3 separate regions of the Zea mays genome follow, and regions 1 and 2 are each linked to region 3. The links are chromatin contacts, called in public Hi-C maps. All regions are on one chromosome and are shown on one strand. The core of a region is the stretch at or near the end of the contact, and the rest is flanking DNA. Distances in the headings are between cores, read along the strand shown. Region 1 holds the start of LOC100193732 (2-oxoglutarate (2OG) and Fe(II)-dependent oxygenase superfamily protein). Region 2 holds the start of LOC100383288. Region 3 holds the start of LOC100283901 (ras-related protein Rab-6A).

Region 1 (2,700 bases), core at 55-2,554, 200 kb before region 3:
GCTATGCTGATGTCCTCCTTCAAGCGATGGCCTTGAATGACAACATGCTGAAAGAACAGAAGATGATACTTCCTGGCTTCTCAAGGGTATGTTGTCGAGTATCTCAGTAAATGCACAGCTACGTAAATTCAATGAGAAACTGATTGCGTCCAATATATCTCGAGAAACTTTACCCAGCACCGAAAATATGTCAGGCAAACCTGATGGAGGTAATTCCATTTCACCGCTGGGATCAGTTGCAGTAATACCAGGCCTGTAATCATACATTTCCAGACACATCTGAGAATCAACATAGTAACCAGAGGTCTTGCACCATTCACGGGAATCATCCGAGTGTACAGCCTCATTTGAATTATACCCTCGCTGGTGGAAGAAAAAGCGAGCCGAGTCCAAACCTGACCTCAACAAGGCACCATCAGCTGGTGACAGCTGAATGATGGCTGCCGAATATTGAGCGAGTGACTGCATCAGAGTCGACACACACATCTTATAGCTGTCAGAAGGAAGGCCCTCAGAGGCCATTAGATCAACGAGATGCACACGGCCAAGTGATGCAAGAATATTTTCTGCTGCATCATCCATTAGAATTGATGACGCTTGAGGATGTCTAGTTCAGTTCGGTGGAAGGGCGGGCTTGGGGTATGCGGGTTCACTCCCAGTCTTAAGTTGGAGTACAAGGCACTCCAAATCCCCAATACATCTTATGGAGTCAAGTAAGATCGATCTCGATCTTGCAGGCGCTAAATAGGGGTACTGATCAAATAAGAACAATGTCTGAATGGACCCAAGCACCGACGACGTCACGCGGACGCGGCTACCAAATATGCGCGACTACCTGCGTGGAGGAAGAAGAAAATTGAGATTTAGACAATCCGCAGAACAAAGATCCATCCAAGAAAGCAAGGGTTCCTTACCAAGCAAAGAAGAAACCACTCAGGTCAGGATGGATCCCCATTCCACTCGAGCCAAGCAGAGTAGGAGGACTGTAGCGACTAGCGAGAAGGACACGAGGAGGAACTGGTGACCTCGGCGAAGGAGAGGCTATCTACGATGGACAAGAACCCGACGGGAAGAGAAGGGAGGAGCGACCTGGTGCCTGGACCTGGAGGTTGGAGCAGCGGCGGACCTACCAATAGGGGATATAGGGAGGTATTACCCAACTCCGGCAGCTAAGACCCTCCACTCCTCAACTTTTCCGGTGAGATCCGGTCGCAGCCGTGTTGTTTTCTGTCGAGCGCCGCCTGCAGTCGCTGCTGCTGCATCGAGCGGAGGAAGCCGGACGAGGACGCGCTGAGGAAGGCGAAGGGGTACGCGTGGTTGGGCCGACTGGCCCATCAACCGCAGCCGCAGTCCGCAGCTGCTAGCGACGCAGACGCCGGTCCGCTGGTCTGACCGGTTGGCGCGCCAGTTGGGCCTTGTGGGTGGGTTGGGTTGTGTTTCAGCGAAAATAAATATGAACTAAAAAATATGAGCCCAATTGTGAAAAACGATTAGATGAAGTATGGTTGGAAGGAAAAAAAACACAATCTTCGGTTTCACTTCCGTGTTTTCTTAACATTTTCATTTTATTATTTTCATAATCATAAATCGTATAATCGGATAAAGAACTTGTTTACTGGTTAAGCGGCATATGATGAATTTTGGATCTCTTGAGTCAAAGGAGAAAATAATCATATCAAAAGCACATGGGCAATTCAAAATTCGACTAGAAGAAATATACATATCGTTTTGTTTTTTTACCGCTTTTGCTTTTTTCCCTCAGAGTAGATGAAAAAAATCAAAAAAGCAAAACATATTTCTTTTCTGTACCGTAATTTCACAGAGTGACAGACAAGTTAAGACAACGATGCATTTTTTATTTGGCCACTGTAATTCTTGAACCAATGTTGCAATAGTAGGCCTCAAACTAGAGTCAAATATTTCCCTCATGATTCCTCGTACGGAGTGGTGTTAATGAATCACGATCTAAATATCTCTTCACAATAAGTTAGGCACTTAACTAATTTTAGTTCAAAAATAAATTTTATAGTGTAAAATTTTATAGTGTAAAATTTAGAGTCCATTACCACCCCTACTCATAGATCTTTTTGACCTTAGGAATGAGCCGACTATCAATCTGTATAGGTTAGGCGCATAATTTGTGTGCTAGTGAGGTAGAGGAGGGAGAGATGTCATGTTTGTTTCAGCTTTTTCCAGCTTCTGCCCACCAAAAGATGCTGCGTATTATCAAACACCCCAACTTTTTAGCCCGCTTCTACAAGAATTGTTTTGGTAAAAACCGTTCAAAATCAACATGAACACAAAATTGGTCGAGTTGTCACGATAGAAGAAATCCATCCCTTTCTAAATTCTAAACCCTATGGACCACTTCATCTTACTTTACAAGTAATCCTCATGATACTCAGATTCTCTCCACAGCCAGATTATCAGAAAAAGTTAGTCAGCAAAAAACCGAACCAAACCTACCCATAATATGAGGACCATACCTTTGGGACCTTGGTGGACGACGCTCGTAATGGTTGTCGGGGGTCGCAAATGGGTTTGGAAGCTGTGCACCTACTCATCTCTCCTCCTTGTGTGTTTGGACATTAGGGTGGAATGTCATTGGTAGACAATAGAACTATTAGGATCTACAAGTGTCGATGTTTATGACCCGCTTGCGCATCACGGAGTGTTCCTGCACTCCCGCCCGAGGTCAGC
Region 2 (2,788 bases), core at 174-2,673, 190 kb after region 3:
TGGGAAGGCACATGTGAAAAAATTGACTTTCACAACGAACAAGCTTATATAAATCTAATTTCAAAATGGTTCGTACAACATTTATTCACGGGAACGGAGATAAGGAGCTGTAAGTATTCTCAGACTCATTATTCTAATTCCACGTGAATGGGAGTGGATTAGGATGGACTTTGACTTCTATAGATTTAAATCGACTCAATACCATCCAGTATAGAACTAATTTACACTATAAATCATCTTAATCTATGTGGATTGAGGTGAATAAGAGCCTTAATCTATGTGGATCGAGTGAACGTATAGAATTAATTTACACCATAAATTATCTTAATCTATGTGGATTGAGATGAATAAGAGCCTTAATCTATGTGGATCGAGTGAACAAGAGAGTATCCAAACAAGCTTTAATTATGTATTAACTAATTAACATCACTATAAATATGGTATATGTCTCTTTATTCACTAGAAAATATCGACAAGATACCTAGGAACGAATCTATCTCCTCTCTTTTCTTTTAAATTTTAGTGAATTGCATGGTTATCCCTAATCAGAGATGCAACTCAGTTTTTACTCTATTTTTTTAAAGTTTACACGTGTCTCTCATTTTTCGAGACTACCAGACATTTTATCCCTACTAGGTGAGTGCCCGTGCGTTGCGACGGGAGTAAAAAAATTTGTATGAAATATATAAACGGAACGACAAATATCACAATGATATGTAAAATCCGTGTGGTAAACATTATCAATATTACACAAATTATTTCTAAAGAGTCAATTTAGAATTTGTAATGACAGACACATATGTCGACAACCATACACTAATCTAATCCTTTTTACCACGACGTAGGTGCCCGTGCGTTGGGACGACATACAAAATATTGAATAAAATGATAATGCACAACTAAATTAGTTCAAAAAGATATGTAATGCTCAAATGATAGTGTTTGCGGATGTTAGAGAGCGAGCAGACGCTACTGGATAGCGAAGCGTGGAGAACGAGCGAGCGGGTGGGGACGCGACGCACAAAAACCACGACTGGAACTATTAAAAGTAGTGCATTATAGTAGTAAAGATAGTAGATAAAATACCCCCACCCAGTTGTTAGCATGTCGATCTAATACTATATGGTTCTACACTTCTACATAAAATAAAAGAAAATTCTCGTTGAAAGAGAAGTGATAATGATAATGGGAAATGAGAAGAGAAAAAAATACTCTACAATAGGGTCTATCATAGTGATGTTTATCGTTCCGTATCAATGTTTTATACAAATCTTTTACTTCCGTCACAACACACGGACACATATCTATAACAATATAACACACATATGTACATAAGTTATCGTGTCATTATACTGTTCCGTTGCAACGCACGGGCACTCATCTAAACCGTTGAAGGGAACAATGCACCGGTTCCTGCCTCTCCACGCGCACGCCGCACGGTTAAAGCAAAAGGAAATCCTAACAAATCAAACACCCCACCATCCTTCCCGAGTCGTCCTCTCCATTTTCCCCTCCCGATTCGCCCCGTCTTCCCAAGCCCTACGCCAGCGACAAAACCCTAACCGGTGGGATGGCGACGCAGCCGCCCTCTACCGCCACTGCCGCGGTTGACCTCTATGAGACGGCCTCGCAGCCGGACGCCCCCGCCGCCGGCGACGCCTACACTTTTCTCGAGTTCAACACGCAGGGGGACGACTTCGACTACCCCGACTTCCCGGAGCTCTCTCAACCACCTCCCCGATCCACGCCGCTGACGTCCTCCATCCCCGGCGCCGGCACGTCGTCCTCGTCGTGGCCTGCCCCACCGCCTCCGCCGTCCGACGCGGCCTCCCCGGAACCCGATCTCACGTCTCAAGACGTCCACACCCCGCCGGCCTCCTCCTCCTCGCCGTCGCCGCGTTCCGCCTCCAAGGCGCGTCCGTCGGCTGCGGCGGATGGGCTCGCCTCCGGGGTTGTCGCACTTAACTTCGAGGATCCTGTAGGAACCGGCGCCGTGGAGGACGGGTACGACTACAGCAAGGGAGACTTCGTGGAACACGCATGCCGGTACTGCGGGATCCACAACCCTGCGTGCGTGGCGAGGTGCAACGTACCCTCCTGCCGCAAGTGGTTCTGTAACTCGCGGGGGAACACTTCAGGCTCCCACATTGTCAACCACCTGGTTTGTCTACTTACCTTTTGTCACGAGACTTTGTTATTTCGAGACTAGTGAGCTACTAATATGTTAACAATTGCTTAAGAACTGAACGAGTGAGAGTCCTGTCTCACAATTTTGGTGATAATTGCTTAGAAACCGAACTGAGTGAGAGCTCTGTCTAAGAAAATTCTATCGCTTTGCATCAATTTTAGCCTTTTTGGGTTGTTGAAATAAGACATCATGCTTTACTGGGACTTAATGGCTCTGTTAGTAAACTAATGTTCAGACTCTGGTAGCATGTTTTTTATTATATGTGGCAGTAGCTAAGGAGGCGATAGTTACCATCTCATAGATTTTGTATTTTTTATGGTATATGATAGTGGCGATGTATCTAGTTACTGTATGTAGTTATAACCCTGGTGGTCACGTCACATAGATGTGGCTTTAGAGTTTAGACTTTGAAAGTTTTCTGGTGGAAACAATTGTAGATGAAATAACTTTGAAGCGAATAACATGTTAACCATCTCTTGAATTAGGTTTACATAATCCAGTGTGCAGTATACTTGTTGCATGTCTGGGAGATGTTACACTGGGATGCTATGCTTGCTAGATGTGTGCATTTGGTTTTTGGTTTTGTTGTGCAGTATTGAA
Region 3 (2,738 bases), core at 125-2,624:
GTGGACAGGACATTAAATGCTGTGAGGGCACATCGCCTGTCAGCAGGGTGGACAGGCGACGCGTCCTTTCCGCAATAAGTGCAGAGACCGCGCGGCCTAGAGGCCTTACGTCAGGCTCCGCCCGCTGGCTTATGTCACGGGCTACAAGCCACGTGGCCGCATCGGATCTCCGCCTGAGCGGGGAGCACATGCGCGCAGGGTAAGGCCCGGACGCGTGGCAGTACCGGACCCTTGCTCACGCCGGAGTTTCCCCTGTCCCGGGACCTCGTTGCAGCCCGGACCTCACTCGGAGGGATCTGGGTCCCTTCCAAGGGACCCGACATGCTTACTCGGGAGTCCCGGGCCATAACCGGGGGTCCGGGTTGTGCGTACAGGGGTCCGGTGCTCCCTCGCGGGGGTCCGGTTCGACTGATACATCCTGGGATGTATCATCTTTCCTCGCCACACTGTGCCCCTTGAGCGGCCCACGTGGTGGGGTCGAGCGTTGTTCACCGTATGGCTAGGGAACGCCGTATGGGCACCGTGTCTTCATACCGTAGTAGGGGTACCCCTGATTCAGGGTACCGACAGAATCGATTACCGTTGTTTCGGTGAACATAAGACATCCATTACATACAAGTTTGAACCAATAAACCCTAAATTGATTTTATGAAGGTAAACCCTAACCATGTTCAACAAATCAATCTAAGCCTAACTAACTTTACCAAATCATTCAAACTGGATGGAACGAAATACGGTGCTACAATGCTCGTCTTGATCTGACGGATGGCTGATGCCTTCCCTAGCGCTGTAGCGCCTAAAGGGACATTTAGCGCAGGTTGCGGCTGCCGCTGCCGGCAGCCTAAGGCTGTCCGCAGCACTGGCCGCTCGGACACCCCTCCCCTTGCATGGAGGGACTCCACGCCCGCAACGGAGCCCTCTACCAGGCCCTCCTTCAGGCGGAATTGAACAGGAAGTTGCCACAGGTAGCGTGAGCCCGCTGGAGCCTCTATTACTATTCACATATACTGTATGTTTTTAATAGGTGAAGAAAAAATGGTAATAACTGATGAATAGAGTTGAATAATGATATTTTATAGTTGTAGTGAGGTATAGAGGGAGAATATAGAGGGAACCGCTGCGTGAGATGAAAAAATAGAGGATGAAATGTTGGTAATGTAACGCAAAAAGTGATATAGAGATAAAAATTTAGGGGTAACCATTGACACACGCGGAAGTCGTCGATTCTACTTGCTGGTAGTTTGCTACAGTGCACTGCCCCACAGCTGCGTGCCTGTTTGCCTGTGATGAGCCGTGCCCAGCCCGAGACACCGCATCCGCAGCCGTATCCTTCAGCGCGGCACCACGTTTTTTCATGCAAAACAAAAGCTTTCGTGCCATTTGCCGTCCGGTCCGACCGCCTTCTCCGCGAGCGCTAGGAGCAATAAACGGCAGGCACCATTCTCGGACTCGGAGGCAACGCCCAGACGCGCAAACGGAAGGAAGGGGGAGCGCAACACGCGCGGTCGCCGGGAGAGAGAGAGAGAAAGGGCGAGCTAGCGAGCGAGATCCCCCTCTCCCGCTGCCGGATCCGATCTGACCTGACCTCGTCGCCGCCTGCCGTGGGAGGGAGAAGAGGAAGAGGAGGCGGAGGCGGCGGAGATGGCACCGGTGTCAGCGCTCGCCAAGTACAAGCTCGTCTTCCTGGGGGACCAGTCCGTCGGCAAGACGAGCATCATCACCCGCTTCATGTACGACAAGTTCGATAACACCTACCAGGTACGACGGCCCGCACCGCCTCCTTCTCTGGCTCCGATCCCGATCGATCCCTCGCGTGCTGTTCGTGTCATCTCCCCCGCGTTGGGGGCGGGTTAGTGGGAAGGATTCAATCGGGCGGGCCAGATCCAGTGCAGGAGGATAGGTAGGTCGATCTGATGCAGGGTAGGATGATCTATCCCGCGTCCGATTGGATCGAGTTGGTTCGGTAGTTAGGTGTAGAAACCTTAACTCCGCATCTATGCTGCTTCACCAAACAATGAAATGCTCATGACGCATGATGGAGGAGGATACATCTACTGTCCTTGCAATTACATGTGAGGCCAGCGGTAGAGAACGTGCCAAAATCAAGGTGTTGCTAGCGCAACAACAAAAGAAAATTCACAAAACAACCTAAAGTAATTCATAGCTACAAAATAGTTGATGAATATAGGAAAATACCTTATTCAAGGGTCGTCGTGATTATAATCCATTTACAGCCAAATGTCATATAGCGAATAAATTATAGAAAAAGAGGAAACAAGTTAACAATGGCACATTGAAGTAAAAATTGTTAAACAAGTGAAATAATAATATACCTCTAGTGGAGTCTAGTTATAGAAGACCTAGACAACTGCATTATCTAGTTTTCTTATTTTGAAATGCCTTTTTAATTTTCTGAAGGTCAAGTCCTTTTTAACTGCATTTGGCTGGACTGTGGAGCCGGTCCTGTTCTTCCCATTCCACCATGTTACCAAAAGCTATCAAGTGTCAGGCACTAAAAGTGAGAGTTGGAGGAAAGAAAACTAATCGGCTATCAGATTCTGCAATGGCTTGATGCATAAACATGATTGCCGTTCCGTTTGTTTTCCTCTAATATCTCACCTTCACTAGACAGAAGATGTACGCTACCAACATTCATTTGTGCCATTTGAAGTGCAGATTTGAGGTAAGTAAACCAGCCTGAAAAGCAGGGACAACAAGTATTGTTTCATCAGAAGTGA

The links. Hi-C and Micro-C count contacts between places; a contact is called where the count stands out from the background.
Region 1: a contact with region 3 is called in a Hi-C map of leaf, with 4 times the contacts expected there. The contact joins the promoter of LOC100193732 here to the promoter of LOC100283901 in region 3. A contact is called at or near these places in 3 of 25 Hi-C or Micro-C datasets (endosperm, leaf and an unstated tissue).
Region 2: a contact with region 3 is called in a Hi-C map of leaf, with 4 times the contacts expected there. The contact joins the promoter of LOC100383288 here to the promoter of LOC100283901 in region 3. A contact is called at or near these places in 5 of 25 Hi-C or Micro-C datasets (bundle sheath, ear, endosperm and 1 more).

Annotation. Positions count from the first base shown.
Region 1 is chr2:207,848,746-207,851,445 of Zm-B73-REFERENCE-NAM-5.0, forward strand. LOC100193732 (2-oxoglutarate (2OG) and Fe(II)-dependent oxygenase superfamily protein) reads right to left here and starts at 1,305. Exons shown (of 4, transcript NM_001138820.2): 1 at 915-1,305; 2 at 1-835. The coding sequence starts at 582.
Region 2 is chr2:208,241,318-208,244,105 of Zm-B73-REFERENCE-NAM-5.0, forward strand. LOC100383288 reads left to right here and starts at 1,424. Exons shown (of 29, transcript XM_008670177.2): 1 at 1,424-2,161. The coding sequence starts at 1,571.
Region 3 is chr2:208,048,878-208,051,615 of Zm-B73-REFERENCE-NAM-5.0, forward strand. It overlaps LOC100283901 (ras-related protein Rab-6A), which reads left to right and starts at 1,375. Exons shown (of 6, transcript NM_001370563.1): 1 at 1,375-1,758. The coding sequence starts at 1,642. MIR2275d (microRNA MIR2275d) reads left to right here and starts at 2,505; the gene lies at 2,505-2,624.